Regions from separate parts of the Zea mays genome. Here region 2 is linked to region 1. A link is a contact called in public Hi-C data. All regions are on one chromosome and are shown on one strand. Each heading gives the region's core, a stretch centred on a gene start, on an enhancer-like site or on the middle of the called end of the contact. The rest is flanking DNA. Distances are from core to core; before and after follow the strand shown. Region 1 holds the start of LOC100384360. Region 2 holds the start of LOC103626028 (cation/calcium exchanger 1).

Region 1 (7,198 bases), core at 4,346-6,845:
TCTATGTGGAACATTTGTTAGTACAGTACATTTTAAGATCACCATGGTCCACGAGTGAACTCGGTTGTCATTTATTAGGCTGCAAGCGGCACTGACATTCATGAGAAGGTTGGAACTATTCAGATGTTCAGTATCATCATAAGTAAACGTATGGTAGAAAATCAAGGATGTTTTCATTGATCTGTAATCACTGTAAATGACAAGTAAAAAATGGAAAGTAACCGAGTTCGTGCCGATGAAGTCATTCAACCATTCCACGCCCACCATCATTGGCTTATATGGGCCCCAACTCGAAGACACATCACGCCATGGGCATGTTTTCAAGTCGGACGATTTGCAGGTCGTTCTGGCTGACCGACTTGGACGATTAATCATGATTAGTCGGATGACTTAGTGATTAATCGCGATTGGTCCAAACAGACTTGGACGATTAAATGTGACTAATCGTGATTAATTGGATGACTAGAAAACATTGGTCGTTGGTCGAATGCACAGTTTCTAAATATGACTCTCACAACTGATTAGTTTCCTTGCTTTGGATTTGTTTTATCTCTCTTTCCTACATGAATGTGCGTAAATATATCTTGTTAGACCATCCTCTTGATTAATTCCCTTATATAGCCGATTGACTCCATTCACTGCTAACCTTAACTGCGATTAAGCACACAATAACAACGAAACAATTTTAGCTCTTACATACCTATTTGAAGGACAAAAATAAACTTGTATTCTTATGCTCTCTAAGGAGCAAGCCAAATGGCATTTCAGATTATCAGGCACACTTTTCTATCTTTTCTTCCTTATTTCTTTTGTGGAGCTGTGCGCAGCTTGGGGTCATCTGTTGTTGTTGGTCTTTGTTTTTTCCCCTTTGTATCTAAAATTTACATCAAGACTCTTGCTGTCCTTGAAAAGAAACTCCACCATCTCTTTCCCTAACCATTTTATTTGACAACATACTGATATGTTTTCTATATTCTCAGCTGGAGTCATTCAAGAGGCATCTGATGCAGTCGTTGCGTGATGATAGTTCATCAGTATGTTCATCTATTACCCAACATGCTATTTGTGTGTGTTTGCTAATTTATTTACCCAGATCATCAGTATGTTCATTTATTTTACGACTGTTCACCCCTACTTTTTGCTTATGAGTCTCAAGCAGCCACAGGAAACAGTTGACATTACAACATGTGACCAGCCAGTAGCAACAAAAGCATCGTTTAGTGGAGGTTAGATGTACATGAAATTCTCTCATTTCTATTTACTACCCACCAAAAGTATCCAACATTGATCCATAACTACTATTTTGTTTTGAATGCTGAAGATGGTGGATCTGGCAGCCACCCTACAACAAATATATTTAGTGAATCTTTGGATGCTGGAAGTACGAACCGAGACGGTATTGTTAGCTTATCATTTATTCTTCTTAATACCCATCAGGATGGCAACACAAGTTTCAACCATTTGCACTGTTGAAAATCTATTAGGTACCGCCTCAAGGCCTCCGATCCAAAAATATGCCCTCTCATCGCACATCACTCCTTGGCTTACCCCCAAGGCCACTCCTAAAATAATGTCCACTTCTGCTTCTCCAAGGCAAATATCTACCACAGCAACACCGAAGCTGATGTCTGGTGCTACCTCGCCAACAAAATCTCGAATTGAAGCTCACATGTCAATGACACCATGGTATCCATCAAGCAAGCAGTCCTCGGCAGCTAGCTCACCTCCACGAGGAGGTTCAAACCCAGGTTTGTAAAGACGTGTGGTTGTTTGAAACTAGAATGTTGCATGGATAGAATAAATACGGCTGATGCTGGGGTTTTCAGGTCGGACTCCTCGTGTTGATGGAAAGGAATTTTTTCGCCAAGCCAGGTCTGTTGATATCTTTACCTCTTTTCTGAACAGTTGACGAACGAGATGGATGGTATTGTAAATTAGCAAAGCTTCATTACCATCTGTAGGAGTCGTCTATCCTATGAACAATTTGGAGCATTCTTAGCCAACATCAAAGAACTCAATGCCCATAAGCAGTCCCGTGAGGTTGGTCATTTCGGTCCATCCATCTGCTAATTCTTTTTAACTGAGGAGCTGTCTGAGTCATAACACACAACTACATAACTGCACATGTTTACATTTTAAACCAGGAAACTCTCAAGAAAGCTGAGGAGATCTTTGGTCCAGAAAACAAAGATCTATATCTGTCTTTCCGAGGCTTGCTAAATCGTAGCATGCCGTAGGCTCCGTATGTCTCTTTGTAAGTCCCTCTATCCAATGGCAGAGTTCCCTCATGCTTTAGATTTGCCGCACAGCTAATACTAATAGGATACACAGTTTGTTGTTGGGTTTGCAGGTAATGAAGTTGCCGCATTGGCAACTTATTGCCATCTAAGTTGTGGATTTGAAGATCTAGTTGGAAGTTTTGCCCCCCATAATCCACACTAGGTTTAACGAGCGTCGAGCGGACCTCTCTGAACAACTGAGTGCGCAAACCAGAGTTGCTCCTGTAAGTGTTGCACCTGTCGAGTGCTAAACTATAGGATGCATCCTGTCATGGTGCCTACATTCTTCGTAAAACCATGAAACAGAATCTTGGGAGTAAAATTCCATCTCGTCCCCAACTCAATCATCAATTGCAATCGGTAGCTGCATCTTGTTCTGTTAACCTCGAACTAACTTTTTCGTTTTGCTCTGTTTGTACTGAGGTTTCTCTGTGAAAAGTTGATTTCGCAGCTAACAAAAGTTGGCACATGATTCTGAGAACACGGGCAATGAAAAGAGGAAAACACTCGGACAAACATTGGTAAGATCGATCTGCATTTCCACAGCAGAGTTCACCTGTTTTAACTAGGCAGTAGATGCACACCAATACCTGTAACCATGTTCCACCTTCTCATGGAAGGACAGCCAAAAAAATCAAGCCCTGGACATACTGGTAGAAGGTATAGGAGAAGAAGGCCTTCTACGTACGCTCGCCTTCCATTCCTCCTAGTGTGACGCTGTTACAGCGCGCGCACACCATATACCTGATGACACCATCTGTGACTCAAAAAACAGCACCTGATCGACCACACGACTAATAGATCAGAAGAGAAGCGCTCGGTTGTCAGCGGCCTCCATCCCGGCCCTAGGCTAGTAGGACGACCAGAAGTGGGCGTCGTCCATGCCGGGCTGGTCCACGACCATGTCCAGCAGCTCCGGCGTGGCCTTGCAGTGCGCCTCCGGCTCCGCCGTCTTGGGCGAGGACATGGACGAGGGCGAGCCGGCGTAGCTGCTGCCCCCGCCGCCGGCCCTGCTGGCCGCCTTGAGGCGGTGCACGATGTAGTCGTTGGTCATCCTGAGCCTGACCATCTCGGCCTGCGCCAGCGCCAGCTGCGCCTGCAGCGCCTCCACCTGCTCCTGCAGCGACGAGATGGCGCCCACGCAGCCGTACACCGGGTCCCTGACGCGCGCGTTGGCCTCGTACACCAGGCTGCTCACCGCGTCCCCTCGGTGCTGCGCCGGGATCTCCTGCACTCCCGATTCCCACCAGAGAGAGAGAGAGAGCATGAGTATTGAGGTAAACTCAACGACGGTGCGTTCAGCATTCAGGGTGGACTGACTCTTCACTTGGATCGTGCACATCGATACGTAGAGATCGATGTATGTACTCCGGTAGCAAAGAAACACCGATCGATCGCCTAGCTAGCTAGGAAAGTAGTGCTATCGGATTCGGACGGACCAACCAGCTGCAGGCTGCAGCAGTAGATGATTATTGGAGCAAGAAAAAAAAAATAAAAAGATGACAGAAAAGATCGACGACATGTCTGCGTGTTTGGTGCAGCCGAAAGCTTCTTTTTCGGACACCATGTGCGATCCATGCCTTGAGACGGCGACGGCCGTGGGTAGACCGGAGGCAGCACACACACTGCTGCCGACGGCTCGACACATGGGGACCGAGATCTTTGAACGCGAAGATACGGTCAAGAGCAGGGACAGGCCCCTGTTTGGCTCTAATAAATGTGTACGTACAAGATTGATTAGGATTGTTTGAATATATACTATAGCTTATAATTAGTTGCTAAAATTAACCGAATACATTTAAACCGTCTAGCTAATACTGTTAGCAAATTAGCTAATACTATCTTCGTCTCGTCCGCTAGTTCATTTTTTTACTAAATCGCGGTAAATAAGAAAGAACGGACATAATACTAGTTAGCTAGCTATTTATTAATTAGCTAATTCTAATAGCGATTTTTAGGCAGCTACGAAGTAACTATTAACTCTAATGCATTCAAACACTCATACTAACTATAGGTCTAGCCTAGCGGGCCTGGTCATGTGCTGATTGGTCGGCTGACGGCTCGCCCTCTCCTCTCCGGGCGTGGGCGATCTCTTCGCTTGGGGTTGGTTTGGTTTGTTTTGTTGCTGCACTGCTCTCCTCTGCTCTGCTCATGATTGGATTGGATTGGCCCCCTCCCTGAGTGCAGTGAAAGCGAGACGCTGTCTGCCCATGCCTTGTCGAGTCCATGGTTCCCCCAAGAGCCGGATTTATTACAGTAACCCCCCCAAGGAAAGAGCTGTTAAGCTCAACTACTATGGGTTACTGACTGCAGCGGAAGCTCAGTCAGGAGCAAACAAAGCTGGAGGAAAACGGACCAAGACTCGCTCGAGACTCGAGTGTACGTAGATGTAGGTCCCGGTAGGCCGGTACACAAAAGAAGCGAGGTAGGCAGAGCAGAATGATCCCTAAAAAGTGTGTTGGCCTGTCCAGTAGGATCGGAGGACGCTTCGCTGCTTTGCTTTTAATAATAAGCTATGCGTAAAGCTTGTTACTTTTGGCAAAGCAGTATACCTGAGACGCAGACAGTCTTTGCGTCTGAGTGACCGTATGGGCATAGGTGAGCTGAGCTGAGCTGCCGCGCTCCGCTGCTGGGGACCTCGTTCTTCTATAATAGAAGAAGCATGCAAACGAACGAACGAGGAGTCGAGGAACGACGGCAACGAGTTGGGGCAAATAGGAGCCCAGCAGATGGGGACATGACATGCATGGACACCACCCCCTGTTCACTCTTCGCTTCGGTGCGGCAGGCGCAGAGCGTGCGCTGTAGCAGATGGTTCGCTGTTCGTAGCCGCAGGCAAAGCGGTCGTGCGCAGCGTGGCTACATGCTGTAGTCTAGTGACCTCCGCGGCAAAGCAAACAACGGTGAGTTGGTGACGGTGGTGCAGGCTGCTGTATACCTGGAGCAGCTTGCTGACATTGCTGGCCCCGAAGACCTTGTGCACGTTGGCGAACTTGTGCGGCTCCCCGGGCGGGAAGTAGGGCGCGAAGACGCAGCCCGCCGCGCACCGGCGCCGCAGCAGCTTGCAGGCCGCGCACGGCGCCGCCGCCGCCGACGAGGCCGATCCTCCGCCCCCGCCTCCGCCTCCGGGCACCGCCATCACCACCACCGCGTCCCTCATCAGAGCGAGAGTGGGGAACTGGAGAGGCCTGAGACGCGCGCACCGGCCGGTGGAGTGGAGTATATGGCTGCTGCCCAGCCCAGTTGGGCGGCTGGGGTGTGTGGATTGTGGTAGGCACGCACAGGGGTGGCGGACGGGGCAGGTCGAGTGTTGGAACTGGGACTGGGAGCCCTTTCTAGTGGAGGCAGTAGGCAGGCGCTGGGCTGGGCAGAGATAAAAGCTGGGAAAGCAGAGCTCGCCACTGCTCCTGCTCTGCTCAGGAGAGACCGCGAGAGACTGATCAGAGATGCTGGAACAGTGGAACGGATGGACAGAGAGGCAGTTGAGCCGTCTGTCGGCTTCGCCAGAGAAGAGAGAGAGAGAGAACGCGAGCGTGTGCGTGTGAAGGAGAAGGGCGGTGAGCAGTTGAAGGGCAGGCAGGCAGACGGAGATGAGATCCCTTTCGTCCTCTCCCTTTGACCGATGGATCTCCGGCGCTCTCCGTTCACCATGCACAATTATGCTGCGGGACGCATGGAAGAGAGAGAGAGACGTAAAGCCACGGCACGCATGCTAATTGCGGCCCGACCCGACCCGACCCGGCACCGCACCGTACGTACGAGGAGGAGTAGAAGCACTGCTTGCCGGCCGGCCGGCCGGCCGAATCATTCGCGCATGATCCACACACATGGCATGGCATGGCATGCATACCGGTATCACTCTCTCCCAGCTTGCTGAGTCCTTCTGCATACACTTCTCTTATCACATGCGAGTGTGAGTGACCGGCCGGGAGGAACGAGCAGAGCAGGTGAAAAATCCTCGGGGGATGGCTCAAGAAAGCCGGATCAATCAGGTTTAGTGACCGCGCGCGGCAGGTAGCAGCGGTACAGGTGTAGTAGCGTGCATGTGATGTGAGTGAGCAAGTTGCGCGCCTGCAGTGCCGATCGAACAAGCTGATTGAACCGATCGATGGTGCATGCGGATAGGTTAGCTTGTCGGCTGATTTTATGATAATAACATATCTTAAAGGGAGATCTATGTCGATCCTTGCGTTATTTGAGGATGGATGGGCATCCACGCGGCCGTCGTCGTCGTCCGTCGGCCGGCAGGTAGCTAGCAGCGGTACAAGTGTAGGAGGCGGAGGCGGAGCCGGGGGCCGGGACATCTTTTGCTCGGTTGGTCCGGCGGTGAATGGACGGGGGCGGACAAGACGGGGCACCGGCACCCCCCGCAGCGCTCCAGCGGCAGGGCCTGGGCCTGGCCCCTGCGTGCCTTCTCTAGAAAACCGAGGCCCCCCCTTTTTGTCTGTACCGCCGGCGCGCAGCAGTGCGGCAACGCGACCGCCGTCATGGCCACTCGATGGATCATTGTGGCCGTGCAGTGCACCGTCCCCTGCCCTGCTGCTGCTGCTGCTTGGCCATTCTTCTCACTCTCAGGCACCGCACCGGCGTTGCTTGCCGCTGAAGAAAGCCACGGCGGAGCCCATGTGTGGCACTGCCATGAGCGAGCGCGATGATTGGTGTTCCTCCTCCTCCTCTCGCCCCGGCCGGTCCGGCGGTCGGCCCTCAGCCCTGAGGACAGGCCGGCCGGACATCCGTACGGCCCGCCGTCTCTTTCGCCGCTTTTCAACCTCCCACTCCCAGCCGCTTTTCACTCGAGAATCATTGGCCCCGCGCGGTAATCAGCGCCTACGCTACGCGTGCCAGCATCGATCACTGGAACGTACGCTGCTGCTGTTCTTCATTCACAGCCCACTGAAATCCACACGACGCAGAGAGAT
Region 2 (7,482 bases), core at 4,821-7,320, 250 kb after region 1:
ATTGGCGTGTATGGCGTGTGCCGTTTTCGTTCGGACAAACAACGTATCTTCGATTTCACTCCACTGGGGAATAAATAAAAACAAAAAAGAAGTTGAGCATCTTGGCACCATTTTCATCCCTGCCAAAGCCATGTCCTTCCGGAGTTCCAGATAGGAAAGGAGTTCGCGAGTTGGAAGCAAGGCTGGCGTCATGAATCGGCGATCGGGGATCCATGTCCATCCATGATGATGCATGCCGTTCGCTTGATTTAAGCCACTGTATGTAGCTAGTATTTCTACTGTTGTTAACAGCGCATGCAGCTTATCTCGACCGAACATCCTGATTGACGTGCCAATCGGACGCGACCTATGAATCGTCTCGTCGGAGTGGTCGCTGTGGCCTGTGGGGACAAGATAGCCATCAGGGAGTAGCGTAGTTGACGTGTCGACGGCTCGACGAATCACGTAGGAAGGCAAGGAGCCAATACCGTGCGTGGCTGAGCCTTGAACAACTCCGTCTCAGCATGGAGCAAGAAGCAGCCGCGCGCAGTTTGGTTGGTCGGTCGGTCGGGGTGTGCAAGCCAGCAGTCAGCGTCGGATGCATGACAAATGAGGCAGACAAACGTTGCATCGCACGGTGTTTAAGAGGGAAAACAGACATGCAAAAAAAAAGACTTAAATAAAAAAGATGCACCAGCCGGGAATCGAACCCGGGTCTGTACCGTGGCAGGGTACTATTCTACCACTAGACCACTGGTGCTCTGATATCCTACACCTTCCATGGTTTATCCTTAACTGCACACACACAGGAACTTGGTTCGAATCTGTACTCGTGTTCTTGCCGCGTACTGGTTGGTACACGCTCCTGCGGTGTGGATGATGATGTAATGTAAGTGCAGGAGGAGACGTGACCATCTCAGCTACCGTTTCAAGAACAGAAATGGAATCATAGACAGTGTAGCATAGCACAGGAGAAACGATTTCAAGGACGAGGAGTCTGGGTGCAGTTACCTCTCGTCTCGAGCGGTCGGGCCGTTGCTGCAACAACGTCAAAAGGCCCAAAAGGACGCACACCGGCTCCCCCCACCTCCACCGTCACTCAAAGGTGTCCCGCGTGATCCTCCTCCTCTCGCCCGTCCATCCCGTGTCCACCGAGCAAAATTACAAGTCCAAGTAAGAGGCACCCGTGCCATGCTTTACCCAGCATTTGGCGTCGACAGCGATCAGGGGCCTCTGCTCTGGTGTGCGGCGGTGCCATCCATACATCCTCCTCCCAGTCGCAGCCCTCCCGAGCGATCGCGCTCGATAGACATTGCTGATACCACGCTCAGTTACTTCAATTCACGCAACTACGTAACTAACTAATCCACAGAACGGGGGGAGAAAAGAATGTGACGAGAAAAGGGCGATCTCTATCCGTGTGTTTGGTTGGGTGCATGCGCCCGTGCAAAACTCTAGAGATGCAAAAATCAGACAGCTCCGTGTGTTTGGTTGCTTGGACGTGTGTCTGGGCCAGGCCACGCTCGTGCAAAACATTGGCCTCAGCTAGGCCCGTGGGATACGGCCAAAAGGGGATGCAAAACACACGATGACTCCCCGGCGTTTGCGCGTGAAGACCTGGGGTGCGTGCGGATGGGGATGGACATGGACCCAATTTTTACCTGTCCCTCAGTAACCGCGTTCTGTCCAGGCGAATAAGCTTGCGACTGCAAAGCCCAGCGCCAAACAGTGATTGCTCTTTTAGCCATTAGTCAAAGACCACAGTACGCCAGTGCAATTCAGAGGCAATTTAGGACCTGTTCAGTGGAGTGGAGCAATTTGATCCCACCTCTTCGAATTGCGATCGAGACTCTCTTTTTTTTCTATAAACAAATTAAGAAATGGGATCGAATCTTGAACTTTCTTTCAACTGATACGAACATCCCCGCAGCTTATTGAGTGAGTAACACACAGTTGTCGGGCCAGTCTTTCCGGCCACAAGTCAGAACAGAACCCCCCTTTTCCAAAACAGAAGGGGACGGAAAAACAAATCTTCTGTCAGGACACTAACCAACGCCTACGTGTGGAGTATACTGCTACCACCTGTCCACCTCTCTACCATATACTACCACTACATTAATATAAGTACGTACAAGGTTATCTACCCTTCATCCTTTCTGTACCCCTATCATTTTGCCATCAATCTAGATCCACCACCATCAGTTGGATCATTCACAGCGGTCATCAGCAGCAGCAAGAAACAAACGAACGATCGCGGCCAGGCAGGCTTCCCAGTCCTAGCTCCAGAGCCCCAGCGTCTCGGAGACGCGCACGGCGAAGAAGCAGAGGTAGATAGCGATGAGCCCGACCCCGTAGACGCGGTCGATCCGCATCCCTCGGACGGGCACCACGAACAGCGCCCACGCCAGCGCCGCGCCCAGGAACCCCACCGCCTCGTACGCCGCCGCGTCCACGGGCACCGCGAACGGGGCCGGGTGCTGCGCGCCCGCCGCCAGCGCCAGCGACAGGCCCAGCCCCACCACCGTGTTGAACAGCGGGCCGGCGTAGCACCCGGACACGGCCGTCTGCGCGCCGCCGGGCCCGCCGTGCACCGCCATCGCCACGTTCGACACCAGGTCGCCCAGGGAGTCGCCCCACGCCAGCACCGTCACGCCCAGCACGCTCGGCTTGATCCCGGCCACGTACCCGATGGCCACCAGCAGCGCCACCAGCTCGCGCGCCAGGGTGTACGCCCACAGCACGCTCATCACGAACCCCGCGGCGAGCCACGGCACGCGCCGCCTCCGCCCGCGCGGGGGCGAGCTCGCGTCCGTGGTGGCCGCCGCGAGCGCCGCGAGCAGGAGGCCCAGGAGCGCGCCTCCTACGAGGACCGCGAGGCCGTGCCACGACGTCGGGTTGTGGCGCTGCGAGCTCCAGGTCACGGCGATGAGGACCGGCGCCAGCGCCGCGGAGGCCACGGCGTAGGGCCGGGACCAGCGGTGCCCCGCGATGTCCGGGATGGTCAGGCGGCGCGGCAGGTACAGCGGCATGCACAGCGCGGCCGCGAGGCAATGCAGCGTCGCAATGACCCTCGACGTGGCCGTGCTGGACGCCTCCGTCTTGGTGTGGGACGGCAGCGACGGGACGACGTCGCCCACGTCGTCGTCGTCGTCGAGGAGGAGCGGCGCCGAGAGGCTGTCGGCGGCCGGCTTGCCCTTCTCGGTGCAGCAGTGGGAGGTCCAGACGAGGACGACGTAGCCGACGTAGAGCGAGACGAACGACGCGGCCACCCAGACGGTGACCTCCCCGTGGACGAGCACCGCCAGCAGGTAGCAGAGCGCGAGGAGGAGGAAGCAGAGGTCGCGCACGAAGCCGCGCCACTCGACGACGGCCCCGCCCCGCGCGCCCACGGCGAGCGCGACGGCGCCCGCGACGACGGTGGAGACGAACAGCGCCCCGCCGAGCGCGCTGCCGAGCCCGACCCCGCCGCCGCCGTCGTCGCCCGACGCGAAGGACACGACGCTGGCGAACACGTCGGGCGCGCCGTTCCCCAGCGAGAGCAGCGTGACGCCCGCGACGGCGGGGGGCAGGCGCAGCGCCGCCGACAGGCCCTCCAGCGACGCGCAGAAGTACTCGGACGCGGTGTCGCCCAGGAGGTAGAAGAGCACCGCGAGCCACAGCGCGAGCGCGGCGCACGCGGCCGCCGCCGGCGCGCCGGCGAAGGCGCAGTAGAAGAGGCGCAGGTAGTCCACGTACCCCGCCGGGGAGCAGGGCGAGTTCTGCGCGCGGAGGTACGCGCACCGGGCCTCCCCGCCGCTGATGGACTGCAGCTCCTCGCAGCTGTCCCCCCGTGCCTTTCCGGAGGAGGACGAGGCGTCACCGAGAACTGACCCGCCCCCGGACTCTGCCCTGCCGCTGGTGGGGGCGGCGAGGAGTGAGGAGGATGTGAGGAGGAGGAGGAGGAGTAGTAGGAAGCAGGCGCTGGGGACGGCGGGGGCAGTGCGCGCTCGCCCGCGCGTGAGCGCCATAAAATGAGCGGCAAGGCGGGGTGGGGTTTAGCCGGAGATTTGGTCGGCCGGCATACCGTGCGGGGCGCGCGGGAGTTGGGGATCTCGGTGCGGGGCGAGGCGAGGCGGTCTTGACGAGATGTGCGGGTGGGCGAGGAGCCGAGGACTCGTGGATGGGTCTGCTCGTCTGGAGCTGGAAGATCAGGCAGGAGCAGGACAAGGTCACAAGGACAAGGACCGGAAAAGAGGCCACTGGCCTGGGGTGCTTGCTTCCGTCCGCGTTAAGTAATGACGAGGAACAGAGATATAGGAAGCCAAAGGAGTGCGAGAGCGAGACGACGGTGAGGTGGTGCGTCCGCGACTCCGCGTGGAGGATAGACGGGGAAATCGTCCGCGTGGTGGATCGGTCGGTGAATTGGAAGCTGGAAGAAGCGGCAGCGGGTGGCCGGCTCGTGTGGTGGTGGAACCGCGGATAGGCTCGTATCGTATTCGTAGCCATAGACAGCCGCGCGCGTTTTGGGCGGGAACGGCGGCTGTGCGTGCGTGTAGGCGAAGTGACGCGACGGTTTCTCTTAGGGCATGTACAGTGGTGTTTAATGTAAAGTCTCTTAAAGTGTTTAAGGGGTTATTTGCAAAAAAAATCTTAGAGCCGTCTCTTCGTGAAGAGACGCCTCTGGCTCGTATCCGTGAGGCTATTTTTCACATGGAACATAATAAAGCTCCTGGACCAGATGGTTTTCCGGCTGAGTTTTAATTAATAAAAGATGATTTACTAGCCTTGTTCATGGAATTTCACAATGGCACTCTCCCTGTCTATAGTCTTAATTTTGGAATCATTACTCTTTTACCTAAGAAATGTAATGCCTTAAAAAAACAAGATTATCGACCCATTTGCTTACTTAATGTTAGTTTTAAGATAATTACTAAAGTCCTGACGAACAGAATTGGAGTGGTTGCAGACAAGATTATTAATCCCTCGCAAACTGCTTTTATGTCTGGTCGTAATATTCTTGAAGGCGTAATTGTGCTCCACGAGACTATTCATGAACTTCATAAGAAAAAAATGAATGGAGTGATTCTAAAGTTGGATTTTGAAAAAGCTTATGATAAGGTAAAATGGCCCTTCCTCCAACAAGCTATGTGAATGAAAGGTTTCTCGCAGAAATGGTGTGATTGGGTTCAGTCAATTGTCTCTGGAGGACATGCGGGGGTTAAAGTTAATGATGAAATTGGCCCTTTCTTTTCTACTCATAAGGGTCTCCATCAAGGTGATCCTCTCTCTCCGATTCTCTTTAATATAGTTGCGGACATGTTGCCAATTCTATTTTTAAGAGCAAAGGTAAATAACCAATTCACGGGTGTGGTTCCTCATCTAGTGGATGGTGGCCTTTCTATCCTCCAGTATGCGGATGATACCGTTGTTTTTCTGGATCATAACTTGGATCAAGCACGAAATGTGAAACTTCTCCTGACCGCTTTTGAGCAGATGTCAGGTTTGAAAATCAACTTTCACAAAAGTGAGCTTTTTTGATATGGGTTAGCTAAGGATCATGAAATGGATTATTCTTGTCTTTTTGGTTGTGGGATCGGTTCTTTTCCTCTCAAATACCTTGGAATCCCTATGACCCATCGCAGGTTACGAAATAGTGAGTGGCAGTGTTATTGATAGATTCGAAAAACGATTAGCTATGTGGAAAGGTAAATTACTTTCTTCCGAAGGTCGTCTAGTGCTCATTAATTCAGTCTTAAGCAGCCTCCCTATTTTCATGATGTCCTTTTTTGAGGTGCCTATCGGGGTGTTAAAAAAAACTAGATGCCATCCGCTCTCGGTTCTATTGGCAAAATGGCCAATTTAAAAAGAAATACAGACTTGCAAAATGGAATATTATTTGTCAACCTAAGGAGGTTGGTGGCTTGGGGGTAGCTAATCTAGCCACTAAGAACATTTGTTTACTCAGCAAGTGGCTCTTTAAGTTATTGAATCAAGACGGTACATGGCAACAACTTCTAAAAATAAATATTTAGGATCCAAATCACTTACTCAAGCCGTGAGAAAATCAGGAGACTCTCATTTTTGGGCTGGTCTCATGAATATTAAGGAAGAATTCTTGAGGTGGGGGAGGTTTCGAGTAGGTGACGGTCACGCAACTAGGTTCTGGGATGATAGATGGATTCTGGATAGACCGCTTAAGGTCATTTATCCAAACCTTTTTAATATCGTGCGGAAAAGAAAGGCTTTAGTCAAAGATGTTATGAATGGAAATTTACCCAACCTTTCTTTTCGCAGAGCTATTGTAGGGGTGAAGCGGGTCGAGTGGCATAATTTATCAACTTTACTCGCATCTATTCCTTTGGGTCATTCGAAGGACAAATTCTTATGGGGACCTCACCGAAATGGAGTTTTCTCAGTCCAGTCAATGTACCGCCTTCTAATGAATACTCCCACTTTAACCCATAATATGTTGCTTTGGAAACTAAAAATCTCTCTCAAAATTAAAATTTTCTTGTGGTACTTAGGGAGAGGAGTTATTCTCACTAAAGAAAATTTAGCTAAACGTGGGTGGACAGGAAGTATGAAATGCTGCTTTTGTAATCAGAATGAGACTATTCAACATATTTTTTTTGATTGTTACCTTATCAGGAACATTTGGAGAATTATTTACTTTGCTTTCAACATAGAGAGACCCATCAATATTAATCATATAATTGAGAATTGGGCTACTAACAAGGGAATAGCTCATCGGAAAAAACTTTTAATTGGAGTGGCAGCAATGTTTTGGTCTATTTGGTTGTGCCGCAATGATGTGGCCTTTAATTTTAAACCAATACCATCAATTTTGCAGGTTCTTTTCAGGGGGATGTATTGGCTCAGACTCTGGAGATTATTGCAGAAACAAGAAGCTCACCAAGAGATTCTTGTGGTATGTCAATCCTTAGAGATGGTGGCAATGGAGATCCTTGCAAAACATGGTTGGAGTTCTCATGCCAGATTAAAGGACGCTTGATTCGAGAACAAGTTCTTGTCAAGGATGTTATTTTTTAATGATGCATGTTTTATTAATTTTCAATCTGTAATGCCGTATGTAGGAAACTACAAAAGGCTGGAACATTTTTTGTTTCCATTATCAAAAAAAAGTAGCAACAGACGCCTCACTTCCCACTGTACGAATTTGTCGTCTGTTCTATCGATCTGATGCTATACAAATACATTTAATTCTGTATTTATTAATAGACTACGTTTATAGACACTTCATTGTACAATAGAGTCTTTTAGTTGTCTCATGTGCTTGGAGAACCGTTTTGGTGTCTCTCCACTGTACATGCCCTTAGGTTGCCGTGTGGGCCGTGAGCTGTGTGGTCAGGCCTCGTGTCGCTGTGCAATGGGGCATCATGACAACTTTGCCCGACATGGGGCCACAACAATTTCCTGCGCGAATCGGCCGCCGTGTGTGAAGTTGCGAGTGGTTGTGATGCACTGGTGTCAGGTGGACTGTGGTGTTTGTCTTGAGCCGGCAAA

What was found. Hi-C and Micro-C count contacts between places; a contact is called where the count stands out from the background.
Region 2: a Hi-C map of ear shows a contact between it and region 1, with 3 times the contacts expected there. The contact joins the promoter of LOC103626028 here to the promoter of LOC100384360 in region 1. A contact is called at or near these places in 6 of 25 Hi-C or Micro-C datasets (ear, leaf, leaf mesophyll and 1 more).

Annotation. Positions count from the first base shown.
Region 1 is chr5:15,893,291-15,900,488 of Zm-B73-REFERENCE-NAM-5.0, forward strand. It overlaps LOC100384360, which reads right to left and starts at 5,596. Exons shown (of 2, transcript NM_001176907.1): 1 at 5,218-5,596; 2 at 2,800-3,507. The coding sequence starts at 5,439. The coding sequence ends at 3,130. It overlaps LOC100276765, which reads left to right. Exons shown (of 10, transcript NM_001312896.1): 3 at 981-1,034; 4 at 1,160-1,226; 5 at 1,322-1,396; 6 at 1,485-1,748; 7 at 1,827-1,872; 8 at 1,962-2,040; 9 at 2,145-2,254; 10 at 2,351-2,683. The coding sequence ends at 2,237.
Region 2 is chr5:16,145,871-16,153,352 of Zm-B73-REFERENCE-NAM-5.0, forward strand. It overlaps LOC103626028 (cation/calcium exchanger 1), which reads right to left and starts at 6,071. Exons shown (of 1, transcript XM_008646411.4): 1 at 1,861-6,071. The coding sequence starts at 3,986. The coding sequence ends at 2,256. It overlaps TRNAG-GCC (transfer RNA glycine (anticodon GCC)), which reads right to left and starts at 739; the gene lies at 669-739.